Linked DNA regions of Mus musculus: region 2 is linked to region 1. The links are chromatin contacts, called in public Hi-C maps. All regions are on one chromosome and are shown on one strand. The core of a region is the stretch at or near the end of the contact, and the rest is flanking DNA. Distances in the headings are between cores, read along the strand shown. Region 1 overlaps Mylk (myosin, light polypeptide kinase). Region 2 overlaps Hacd2 (3-hydroxyacyl-CoA dehydratase 2).

The links. A called contact is a pair of places that touch in the nucleus more often than the background predicts.
Region 2: a Hi-C map of liver shows a contact between it and region 1, with 3 times the contacts expected there. The contact joins two enhancer-like sites. A contact is called at or near these places in 11 of 484 Hi-C or Micro-C datasets (bone marrow-derived macrophages, cerebellum, cortical neurons and 4 more).

The regions. Positions count from the first base shown.
Region 1 is chr16:34,891,625-34,897,465 of GRCm38.p6, reverse strand. It overlaps Mylk (myosin, light polypeptide kinase), which reads right to left. Exons shown (of 32, transcript NM_139300.3): 10 at 2,521-2,655. Among named protein-coding and RNA genes, the nearest start is that of 1700119H24Rik, 45 kb to the left of the region's middle. Within about 2 kb of position 2,930, at least 5 of the 459 cell types and tissues checked have an H3K27ac peak or open chromatin away from gene starts, as enhancers often do. A contact at or near this core is called in liver, where this site is marked.
Region 2 is chr16:35,095,884-35,101,724 of GRCm38.p6, reverse strand. Hacd2 (3-hydroxyacyl-CoA dehydratase 2) reads right to left here. Exons shown (of 7, transcript NM_023587.2): 5 at 1,848-1,969. Among named protein-coding and RNA genes, the nearest start is that of Adcy5, 56 kb to the left of the region's middle. Within about 2 kb of position 3,589, at least 3 of the 459 cell types and tissues checked have an H3K27ac peak or open chromatin away from gene starts, as enhancers often do. A contact at or near this core is called in liver, where this site is marked.

The sequences.
Region 1 (5,841 bases), core at 1,681-4,180:
CTTGCAAACTTTATATGCCCCAGTACAGGAAACGCCAGGGTCAAGAAGTGGGAGTGAGTGGGTAGGGGAGCAGGGCAGGGGGTGGGGCGGGGAGGGTATAGGGGACTTTTTGGATAGCATTTGAAATGTAAATGAAGAAAATATCTAATAAAAAATTGAAAAAACAAAACAAAACAACCCCCCCCCCAAAAAAAAACCACTTCACAGCCTAGAGGCTTGTTTGGACTAGTTAGAAGCTACGGAAGGGAATTTAAGCACTATTGCCCTCTAGTGGGAAAAGTGTGGATAGCCAAGATCTACCCCATGCTCGATATTAAATATATATTATAATATCTAATCATTTACATTTAATATTATTTAGAATATAACATATAATATGTATTTATATGTTGCAATATATATATATGTTCTTTGGGAATTTCATACAATGTACTTTGGTCATGGTCTTCCCAACTCTCCCCCTCATCCCTACCAGATCGGTTCCCATCTCAGCCTGCAACTTTGTGTCCCTTTTGTTTTGTTTTGCTTTGCTTGATTAACTCAGTGAGTCCAATCTATGCTGTTCATATATTCTTGAGAATGGAGCATGACAGGCCAACCAGGGGCCACACCCTTAAAGAAAACAGATTCTTTTTCCTCCAGAAGCCACTAACTACCAATAGCTCATTAGCTAGGGCTAGGGGCTGGTGAGCCCTTCCCTGCTCCATGCTAGAATGTTAACTGGATGGATCTTGTACGGGTCTCATGCAGGCAGCCACAGCTGCTGTGGGCTCATGACTGCATCAGCCCTGTCTTGCCCAGAAGACACTGTTCCAGCCCAGCCCTCCTCTACTTCTGGATCTCATGGTCTTTCTGACCCATTTACTGAGGTGGTCCCGAGTTTTGGGATGAATACAATATCGACAGCTCATTTGTGGCTGGGCATTCCAACGATACTCATTTCCCGCATACTTGACCAGCTGTGAGTTTCTGTTAACCATCATCTACTGCACAAAAAACCTTTTTTGTACTGACTTATGCAATTTGGTTTCACATAGCTGGCAAACCAAAAGTGCTATTTAAGTAGTATGTGTGTGTAATTAACATTAATATATTAAAATATATTGATACATATTTTTAATATAATGAAAACAATTTTATGACATGAGGAAATTGCATGACATTCTTATTTCAGTGCCCATAAACTTTCCACAGTCTGCTGTCTTTACGCCACAGCGGTGGAGTTGGTTAGTTGGTACAGAGGTATGTACCCTGGACACCTGGAAGGATTTACAAACTGGCTCTCCGGAGGAAATGCTCATTGACCCTTGTTTAGCTTTGCCCGGTCAAAGTGAAGCTCTCACTCAGACCCATGATTGGCCCTTAGGCTCACACCCGGCTCTAGCTGCAAGCAGGCTGGGTCCTTGCCCTCAGTCCCAGGCTCTGTCCATGGGTGAGGGGTAGACTGCAGTTCTCACCTATCTACCGAAGCTAACTGGAGGGAGTTCGTACAACACGTGCTCGCACTCACTCCCTGGCAAAGCCTGAAAGAACTGTGGTGATACCGAGGCTTACAGCAAAGGGTCAGGACGATGACACACCTGGGGACTACTTGGTGACAAGCGGTGGGTGCTGCCTCTTATGAGGCTTGTGCTGTAAGATGCAAGAACTGGCTAAGATCACAAGCTCTCTGCCTCCAAATCAGAAGATCAGTTATCTGATGACTCTGGGCTGGAGAGTCCCCTCTTAGCAGGTCCCTAAGGTTTCTTACCAACAGCCTCTGCCCAGCTATGCCCACTGAACAGACTGTTCCCAGTTTTAAAGTCAGTCTCCCACACTTAAATTTAAATTAAAAATTAAAAATTAGAAGACCCTCAAAAGAGGAGAAGGGTGAGAATATTTGTTAATTATTTTTTCAAAGAGTTATTACTTATGCCAGGCAGTGATGGGACACACTTTTAATCCCAGCACTTGGAAGCAGAGGCAGGCAGATATCTCTGAGTTCATGGCTAGCCTCTTCTACACAGTAAATTTCAGGACAACCAGGGCTACATAGAGAGACCCTGTCTCAAAAACAAAACAAAAGTCAGAGAGCTTTACTTAATTATAGAATTACAATTAACATCATAATGAATCACTAGTTTTTATTCTAGATCCACCTGCCCCTCGATAAAAGGTCAAATTCCTTGGCTACTTTCTAACGTGGGTCACTGGGTTATCCATCTGCATGTTCATTTATCAACTCAATAAACGCCTATCGATGCTCTCTTAGGAGTCTAATCATAAGATATGAAATTGAGCTGCATACGTATCTTTGGGCAGGTATCTCACCCTCCCACTTTATACATGTGAAGGAAGTGAGTTCTCCTAGCTGCCCTGCCAGGCTGGCAGCAGTATTCCCAAAGAGCAGATGAGCCAGGCCAGCTAGCAAACAGCCGAGCCAGTTCCCACGTCTTCCCTTCTCTGCCCTTCTGAGGCACATATGGTTCGGAGTGACAAGTGAACTCAGTTGCACAGGGACTGGAGCAAGGGGAAACTCACCATTGAGCAGCCACGTGACCCGGGGTGCTGGAGTCCCCTGCACTGAGCACCGTAGCACAAAATCCTGGCCCTCAATGACAACACTGTCCTTCAGAACACTAGAGAATGAAGGGGCTGTCTGTGCCAAGTTCGGCCCTGTGAAGGGAAACAACAGATAGGCCCTCTTAGGTCCCAGCTCACCCACCTGGTGACCAACCAGTTATCTCAAGCCTTGCAAGGCAAACAGCCCATTGTCCTGTGCCCTGGGCTTCCTCAACAGCTGGCTGTGTCTTGCCTACCTCCATCCTTAGGGAGGAAAGGCATTGATGCCTGCAGTACAACTGAAAAGGGGCCTTCCAGGGTCACAAAGCTTCCTAGGGCTATGGCGCTCACACCCAGGCCTGCCTTCTCTCCTTGTGACTCAGGCCTCTCCCATCTACTTTTGACATTTGACCTCTGCTATCCTGATGATCCTGGGAATGCCTTCTCCCTCCTTTCTGGGTGTGACTGTGTTCCAGCTCTCCTCTTTTTACATACCATCACTAATTACACGGGCTTATTGCATGGTTCAAATCTGTAGAAACTACAGGTCCATGGTGGGAATATTTCCATCTGAAGTTATTTTAATTGTTTTTTTTTTTTTTTTACAATTCCAGGAATGAATCAAACAGCCAAGAGTCATATGTGTTTTCCAAGTGTGGCTTGAGCCCTGTTCTAAGTCCAAGGTTCAAAGTGACAGAGGACACACACACACACACACACACACACACATGCACACACACAGATGAATCTCTACTCTAAGAGACCTGCCAGCTGGATTTTCAAAGTTCAAACCTTCCACAATGTGAATCTAAAAACACTTTAAACTTTGAGGACCGGGGCTAGAGCGATGGCTCAGTGGTTAAAAGAACTGACTGTTCTTCCAGAGGTCCTGAGTTCTCAGTGGTTAAAAGAACTGACTGGCTTCCGCTCGACTCGAGACTCGAGCCCCGGGCTACCTTGCCAGCAGAGTCTTGCCCAACACCCGCAAGGGTCCACACAGGACTCCCCACGGGACCCTAAGACCTCTGGTGAGTGGATCACAGTGCCTGCCCCAATCCAATCGCACGGAACTCGAGACTGCGGTACATAGGGAAGCAGGCTACCCGGGCCTGATCTGGGGCACAAGTCCCTTCCGCTCGACTCGAGACTCGAGCCCCGGGCTACCTTGACAGCAGAGTCTTGCCCAACACCCGCAAGGGCCCACACGGGACTCCCCACGGGACCCTAAGACCTTTGGTGAGTGGAACACAGCGCCTACCCCAATCCAATCGCGTGGAACTTGAGACTGCGGTACATAGGGAAGCAGGCTACCCGGGCTTGATCTGGGGCACAAACCCCTTCCACTCCACTCGAGCCCCGGCTACCTTGCCAGCTGAGTCGCCTGACACCCGCAAGGGCCCACACAGGATTCCACACGTGATCCTAAGACCTCTAGTGAGTGGAACACAACTTCTGCCAGGAGTCTGGTTCGAACACCAGATATCTGGGTACCTGCCTTGCAAGAAGAGAGCTTGCCTGCAGAGAATACTCTGCCCACTGAAACTAAGGAGAGTGCTACCCTCCAGGTCTGCTCATAGAGGCTAACAGAGTCACCTGAAGAACAAGCTCTTAACAGTGACAACTAAAACAGCTAGCTTCAGAGATTACCAGATGGCGAAAGGCAAACGTAAGAATCCTACTAACAGAAATCAAGACCACTCACCATCATCAGAACGCAGCACTCCCACCCCACCTAGTCCTGGGCACCCCAACACAACCGAAAATCTAGACCCAGATTTAAAAACATTTCTCATGATGATGATAGAGGACATCAAGAAGGACTTTCATAAGTCACTTAAAGATTTACAGGAGAGCACTGCTAAAGAGTTACAGGCTCTTAAAGAAAAGCAGGAAAACACAGCCAAACAGGTGATGGAAATGAACAAAACCATACTAGAACTAAAAGGGGAAGTAGACACAATAAAGAAAACCCAAAGCGAGGCAACGCTGGAGATAGAAACCCTAGGAAAGAGATCTGGAACCATAGATGCGAGCATCAGCAACAGAATACAAGAAATGGAAGAGAGAATCTCAGGTGCAGAAGATTCCATAGAGAACATCGACACAACAGTCAAAGAAAATACAAAATGCAAAAGGATCCTAACTCAAAACATCCAGGTAATCCAGGACACAATGAGAAGACCAAACCTACGGATAATAGGAATTGATGAGAATGAAGATTTTCAACTTAAAGGGCCAGCTAATATCTTCAACAAAATAATAGAAGAAAACTTCCCAAACATAAAAAAAGAGATGCCCATGATCATACAAGAAGCATACAGAACTCCAAATAGACTGGACCAGAAAAGAAATTCCTCCCGACACATAATAATCAGAACAACAAATGCACTAAATAAAGATAGAATATTAAAAGCAGTAAGGGAGAAAGGTCAAGTAACATATAAAGGAAGGCCTATCAGAATTACACCAGACTTTTCACCAGAGACTATGAAAGCCAGAAGAGCCTGGACAGATGTTATACAGACACTAAGAGAACACAAATGCCAGCCCAGGCTACTATACCCGGCCAAACTCTCAATTACCATAGATGGAGAAACCAAAGTATTCCACGACAAAACCAAGTTCACACAATATCTTTCCACGAATCCAGCCCTTCAAAGGATAATAACAGAAAAGAAGCAATACAAGGACGGAAATCACGCCCTAGAACAACCAAGAAAGTAATCATTCAACAAACCAAAAAGAAGACAGCCACAAGAACAGAATGCCAACTCTAACAACAAAAATAAAAGGGAGCAACAATTACTTTTCCTTAATATCTCTTAATATCAATGGACTCAATTCCCCAATAAAAAGACATAGACTAACAGACTGGCTACACAAACAGGACCCAACATTCTGCTGCTTACAGGAAACCCATCTCAGGGAAAAAGACAGACACTACCTCAGAGTGAAAGGCTGGAAAACAATTTTCCAAGCAAATGGACTGAAGAAACAAGCTGGAGTAGCCATTTTAATATCGGATAAAATCGACTTCCAACCCAAAGTTATCAAAAAAGACAAGGAGGGACACTTCATACTCATCAAAGGTAAAATCCTCCAAGAGGAACTCTCAATTCTGAATATCTACGCACCAAATGCAAGGGCAGCCACATTCATTAGAGACACTTTAGTAAAGCTCAAAGCATACATTGCACCTCACACAATAATAGTGGGAGACTTCAACACACCACTTTCTTCAAAGGACAGATCGTGGAAACAGAAACTAAACAGGGACACAGTGAAACTAACAGAAGTTAT
Region 2 (5,841 bases), core at 2,340-4,839, 200 kb before region 1:
TAGAACGGTAGAGTAGGGGCATTAAACTCTAACAAGGGCCTTCCTTCCCTGTGGGGACGGAGAGGAAGGAGATGGAGCAGCCATCCAGGAATCCCTAAGGCACGCCAAGCTGCATGCAGACTGAAGGAAACAGTACATTACACAGCTACATTCTGCTACTTCCAAAATGCCCATACAAACTACTGTGAAAATAAAATCTTGACTAATTTTAACATTAGAAAATTCCTAATAGCTTTGAATTTTACAAACAAACCCACACAGATAAATTACTATTTCATGAGGTGTTCACACAATTATTTTCATTTTAAAAAGTTTTTATCTCTTTTAAAAGAATTCAGAGGGAACAGGAGAGAGGGCTCAGTGGTTAAAAGCACTCGTTGCTCTTGCAGAGGACCAGGGTTCAATTCCTAAGCACACATGTGGTTGCTCACAGCCACTAAAAGGTCTTCTGGCCTCTGCAGGCAGCGGGCATGTTCGTGGATACAGATACCTGCAGACCAAACATGTACATACATGAGGCACCATCATCCCTGTGGAAATTGTCTCAGCTCAAATTCAAGAAACTGTAGCCATTTACGGCTCAAAATTAACCTGGATTAAGCTTCCAGGCACAAGAATCTGCCCAGAAACAAGTCATTTTCCCTGTTGCCAACCTAGATCATTAGGCAGGGCAGTGGAGAAGAACTGTCCATAGACCACAGAGAAAAATAAGCCAAAGAATTCTCTGAGAACAAAGCCAAATCTAGGCCAACAAGTGCAACAAGTGTCCCCACAGACGGACAGCCTTCATGATGGCCGTGCAGGCTGGTTGGAAGCTGTTACTTTTCCCTTCTTTTCCTCCTAAATATAGTCTATTAAAAAAAAAACAAAAGGCTCATATCCTTGAAATGCTAGACACTGGATTCCATTCCTAATTCAATCGCTAAACTCAAACTGTGTAGTAACAACTGTTTTCTTTTTAGGAAATGAGGTGTCTTAGCTCCAAAGTCAGCCTGGACCTTTCTGCTCTGTCATCCTCACCCCACAGTTCCTCATGCACAAAATCACAACTGGATAAACAGATGTGCCATCAGCCTTTTGTCTAAGTCACAATTAAATTTCATTATTGTTGTTGAGACCAGAGTCTCATTCTGGGGCCAGAAATTGTGGCAATTTTCCTGCCTCAGCCTTCCAAGTTCTGGGATTATAAAAGGGTGAATCACCATGCCTGAATTCATTCATTCTTTGTTTTTTTCCTTTAATGTAAGTAAGTACACCGTAGCTATCTTCAGACACAGCCGAAGAGGGCATTGAGTCCCATTACAGATGGTTGTGAGCCACCATGTAGGTGCTGGGAATTGAACTCAGGTCCTCTGGAAGAACAGTCAGTGCTCTTAACTGCTGAGCCATCTCTCCAGCCTCACATGCCTGATTCTTAATGAATATTACTGGTAAAAATAATCAAAGCAAAATAAAATTTATAAGCTGAGAAAACCATGTAATGTTTGCTATTAAGTAAAATAACCTCACATGTCATAGTTTCTTGACAAAACAAGACTAGGAGATGTAGACACGGACCACAAGGGGACAAGTTCATCAGCTAAACTGAGTAAGGACAAAAACAGATAATATAATAAGTCTCTGTTGAGTAACTTAACTGAAAAGAACAGAGTTCAAGAAAAATAATCTAAGTAAAATATGAAGACTTTAGAACAGTGTTTCTACAGATAAAAGTCAAGACCTTTCTGGTGAAATCCCCATCTCATCCAATTTCAGTTTTGGGAAGTTGGAGGCAATAGTCAGGCAATAAAAGGCAGATATGGTGTGGGTTCTTACAAAGTTAGTACTTGCTGTATGCACTTCTTTACCTGGCCCATTTGATGATATAAGGCAGATGGTTTAATAGACTGAATGTGTAAAAGGAGTAACGGATAATTTCCGTGATTGTCCAGGCAATGACAAACAGAAGTACACTGTCTTCACTCTGCACCTGGAGGAGAAGAAAAAAGATGTAAGAACAAACAAAGGAACATGCACAAGAGGCATTTTATAATGTGCACTGCCTGCAGGGCTGCCCGGCCACAGCCACCCATCCTTGTCCTCAAATGGCTGCAGCACAGCTTAGAAAGGGCTTGCTGATCAAAGACAAGGCACCTCCAACAGTTCTATGGAGGCACGTGACAGGAGACTCCGTTTGTGGATCAGTGGGAGCAGCAAGGAAGGGAACTGGATGAGCAGGATACCTCAGCAAGAGAGAAACACACCAAGTTTCTTTGCTGCTCTGATAAGGGAAAAGTGAGGTGGAGGAGTCAGAAGTAGGTAGGGAGAGGAGGCTAGGAGGACAAGCGGGTGGGAGGCTTGGGATCATCACCAAGAATCTGTGTGCAATTAGTGTGACAGCGGGGAATCTGAGGACACTTCCAGAACACAAATGTGAGGATTCAAGCATGGTGGGTAGGGTGAGCTCAGGAAAGAAGAGGCACAGGCCATATACCAAGCAGGTACCCTCTTGAGGAGACAAGAGGCCTGCTCGCTCACACAAGGCAGCTAGACCAGAACGACTTTGACACTGACTGCCTTACGCTAGAGAAATGGTAACCTTGGTCAAGTTCCCTTATGTGTTTGATAGGTGCTGTTCCAGGGGAATTTATGGCTGTAATACAGACTCCAGCACCCCTCCACCCCACTATGAGTTTATAAAGATCCTTTGTGAGCAAAACCCAACAGACAAGCTTGCACTGCGATTCACCTGTTTCCCCTGTCCTACATGGTTGGTGAGTTGGCTGTGAGTTAAAGTCCTACTCAGTAAACCGAGCAGACTACTATGTGCTGATTTCTCTGTCTCATCCCAACCTGTAGTGACAAGGGTGTAGCAACCCTGCCTTCACTTTTGCTTCTCTCCATCTGCAGAGCCAACAGTTTTTAGCACTTGCATTCTTTCTCAGAAAGTGTACATGGAGTGATCCACCTACACAGTGAAATAAGTAGTCATTTACATAGCTATTAACTAAATTGCCCTGACAAAGAACTTCATAAATGCATGGTTACTATTCTCTAAAAATAATAAGAATTTCATCCTGTCAAGAGCAGGAGTACTTTCTGCTTTAAGGCCAGAGCTAAGTACCATTAAAGCTCACACTGAGGGCTCCAGTCTGCCCATGAAGCTTTGCTTAAAGCCTATCGGATACCAAAATCTACGTTTATCGGATATGTTGCTTTTCATGGACTTTGTAACCCTCATTATCTGACAGTGATGTATGTTTTTTATAGATTTATTTTATCAGTATTATTTTTTACAGCTGTGGCTAAAACCTCTTAAAGGCTTCCTATAGGCAGCTCCTCCAGTGTTCTGTACTCTAGCTCACCTTGGAAACTGAGTGTGTAAACTCATCTTTTGTTTCCCCAAAGCACCTGATGCTTTCCACAGGACAAAGTTTTGCAACTATCTGTGAAGCAAAGGGATCCAACTGACTGGGCTCACTCTAAAGACCCAGTTCCGTTCTCTTTATACCTAATATTGGTTTGTATCATCTTAGTGGCCTACACATAGACAGGTAGTCAACAAGCAGGTAAACTTCAAAGTTCTCGCTTCTGACCCAGCCAAGCAGGCATCTGAAGGAACGGACAGTTTTTACACTTTACTCTTTATTTACACTTAACTCTTTCAAAGGTCAGGATTAGGAAAATGGCCATGTTGGACAATTATTAACTGTAGATCAATAATACATCCTTGTGATCAACATGGGATTTGGAGAGGTAGAAAGACAGCTTAGATGTTAAGAGCATTTCTAGAGAACCTAGGCTCAATTCCAAGCACCTACATTGTGGCTCACAATCATCCTTAACTCCAGTTTCAGAGGATCTGATGCCATTTTTTGTCCTCTGTTGTCACCAGTGACACACATGGTACACAAACATACATGCAGGTAAAACACCCATATACATAAAATTAAAATTAAAACAAGAAGAGATTTGGATAGTCAGAGGTAAATTTTTCTGATTTGTAGAAATTATTCAATAACAAAGAACAAAGGTAAAATATAATGGGTTAAAATCAACAAGGGGACCAACAAGACCTGAATTGGTGTCTGTAAGTCATGTCACAACAGTATTAGTCATGACAGTCAAAAGGTGGACAAAAGCCAAGGATCCACAACTGCATGCATGTATGCGCACACACATAATATGAAATATTATTAAGCCTTAAGAAAACTCTTACGCATGTTAGAACATGGATGAATGAACTTTGAAGATTATCATCAGTTAAATTTGCCATTTGCAAAGGACAAATGCTGTTTGACTCCACTCACATGCAGCATGTGAGTGGTCGCTACATAGATGAGAAAAATAAAGACAGAAGGTTGCTAGGAGCTGGGCAGGAGGGGGAGGGGGTGGGGGGGAGGGGAACTGCTGCTTAACTGGTAGAGTCTCAGTTTGGCAAGTTGAAGAAAATGATGCGGATGGAAGGCAATCATGGGAATGCACTTAAAGTAAAACTGTATTGTACACTCAAAAATGACCAAAATGGTCAATGTCATATATATTTCACCACAATAAAAATAAGTTAAAAACCTAATTATGTCAAAGTCAACAGAAAGAAATATAAAGTTTTCTATAATTCAATAGAAAAATGACTTCAGTACAGACTAGAGAATACTGTGGCTTATGAACCCAAGAGATGGGAGCCAACAGGGTATGAGGGTATAAAACTCACGCTCAGCCAGTTACTACTACAATTCTGTAACACTCTAAATACATCAGACCTCAACTAGGAGGCGGAGTCTGTCAAAAGAACACTTGCACTAACTAGCAGAGCTTAGCCTAGGACAGGAAACAGAGCATGTACGTTAAAGTATGTAAGAAGGACACCATTAATATGAGACTAATGGATAAAAGAAAAAGGAATAAGATGTTGGTGTTGATCTGAAATCAGAAAACCAACCTAACAAAGCAGCTGGCCAAGAATACCTGCTACCTTCTAAAGCTGCAGGATTCTGGGCCTTGGACTTAAATCCAGAGTCCAGGACCAAAGAAGAATTCCACAGAGAATGGGTGAGCTGAGTGGGAGCTGGCAGGGTGTCCTGTGCAGTGCCTTGGATGTGCTGGGGCAATGGTAGCACAGAACTTGTGGGAGTGGCTAAGCAGTGTCTGGTTTAACTTGAGAGAACCCACAGCATGGATGGCCAGGAACTAGATACTGGACAGTCCAGAGACTTAGGGCAGAACCAAACACAATGGGCCAAACAACAACACAAAGAATGAAATGATTACTAATGATATTCTCTACACTCATAGATCAGCGCCTTGCCATCATCAGAGAGGCTTCCTCTGGCAGCAGATGAAAGTTGGTACAAAGACTCAAAGCTAGCATTATTTGGAGAGTCTTATTGGAGGTCTCTATCTAGTCCCTCCCTTTGGGACTTGAGGAATCCAATGGAAGAGGGGGAGGAAGGACTGCAGCAGTCAGAGCGGATGGAGGACACCAGGAAGACACAGCCCACTGAATCAACTAGGCAGGGATCATATGAGCTCAAAGACAGAAGCAGCAAGCACAGGGCCTGGAAGGGTCTGCAGCAGGTCCTGTGTGTGTATGTCACAGCTGTCAGCTTGGTGCTTTTCTATGCCTTCTGACAGTGGCAGCGGGTGTGTCTCTAGCGCTCTTGCTGCTCCTCAGAGTCTTCCTTTCGTTAGGTTCCTTGTCCAGGTTCAGTATGAGGGCCTTTGCCTTGTCTCATTTCTTCTTGGTTTGTCATGTTTGGCTGTTGTCTCTTGGAGGTCTGTCCTCTCTGAAGGGAAACCAAGAGGGAGGAGGTCTGGGGAAGAGGGGAGCCTGAGGGGAGATGGGAGGAGTGAAGGGAAGGA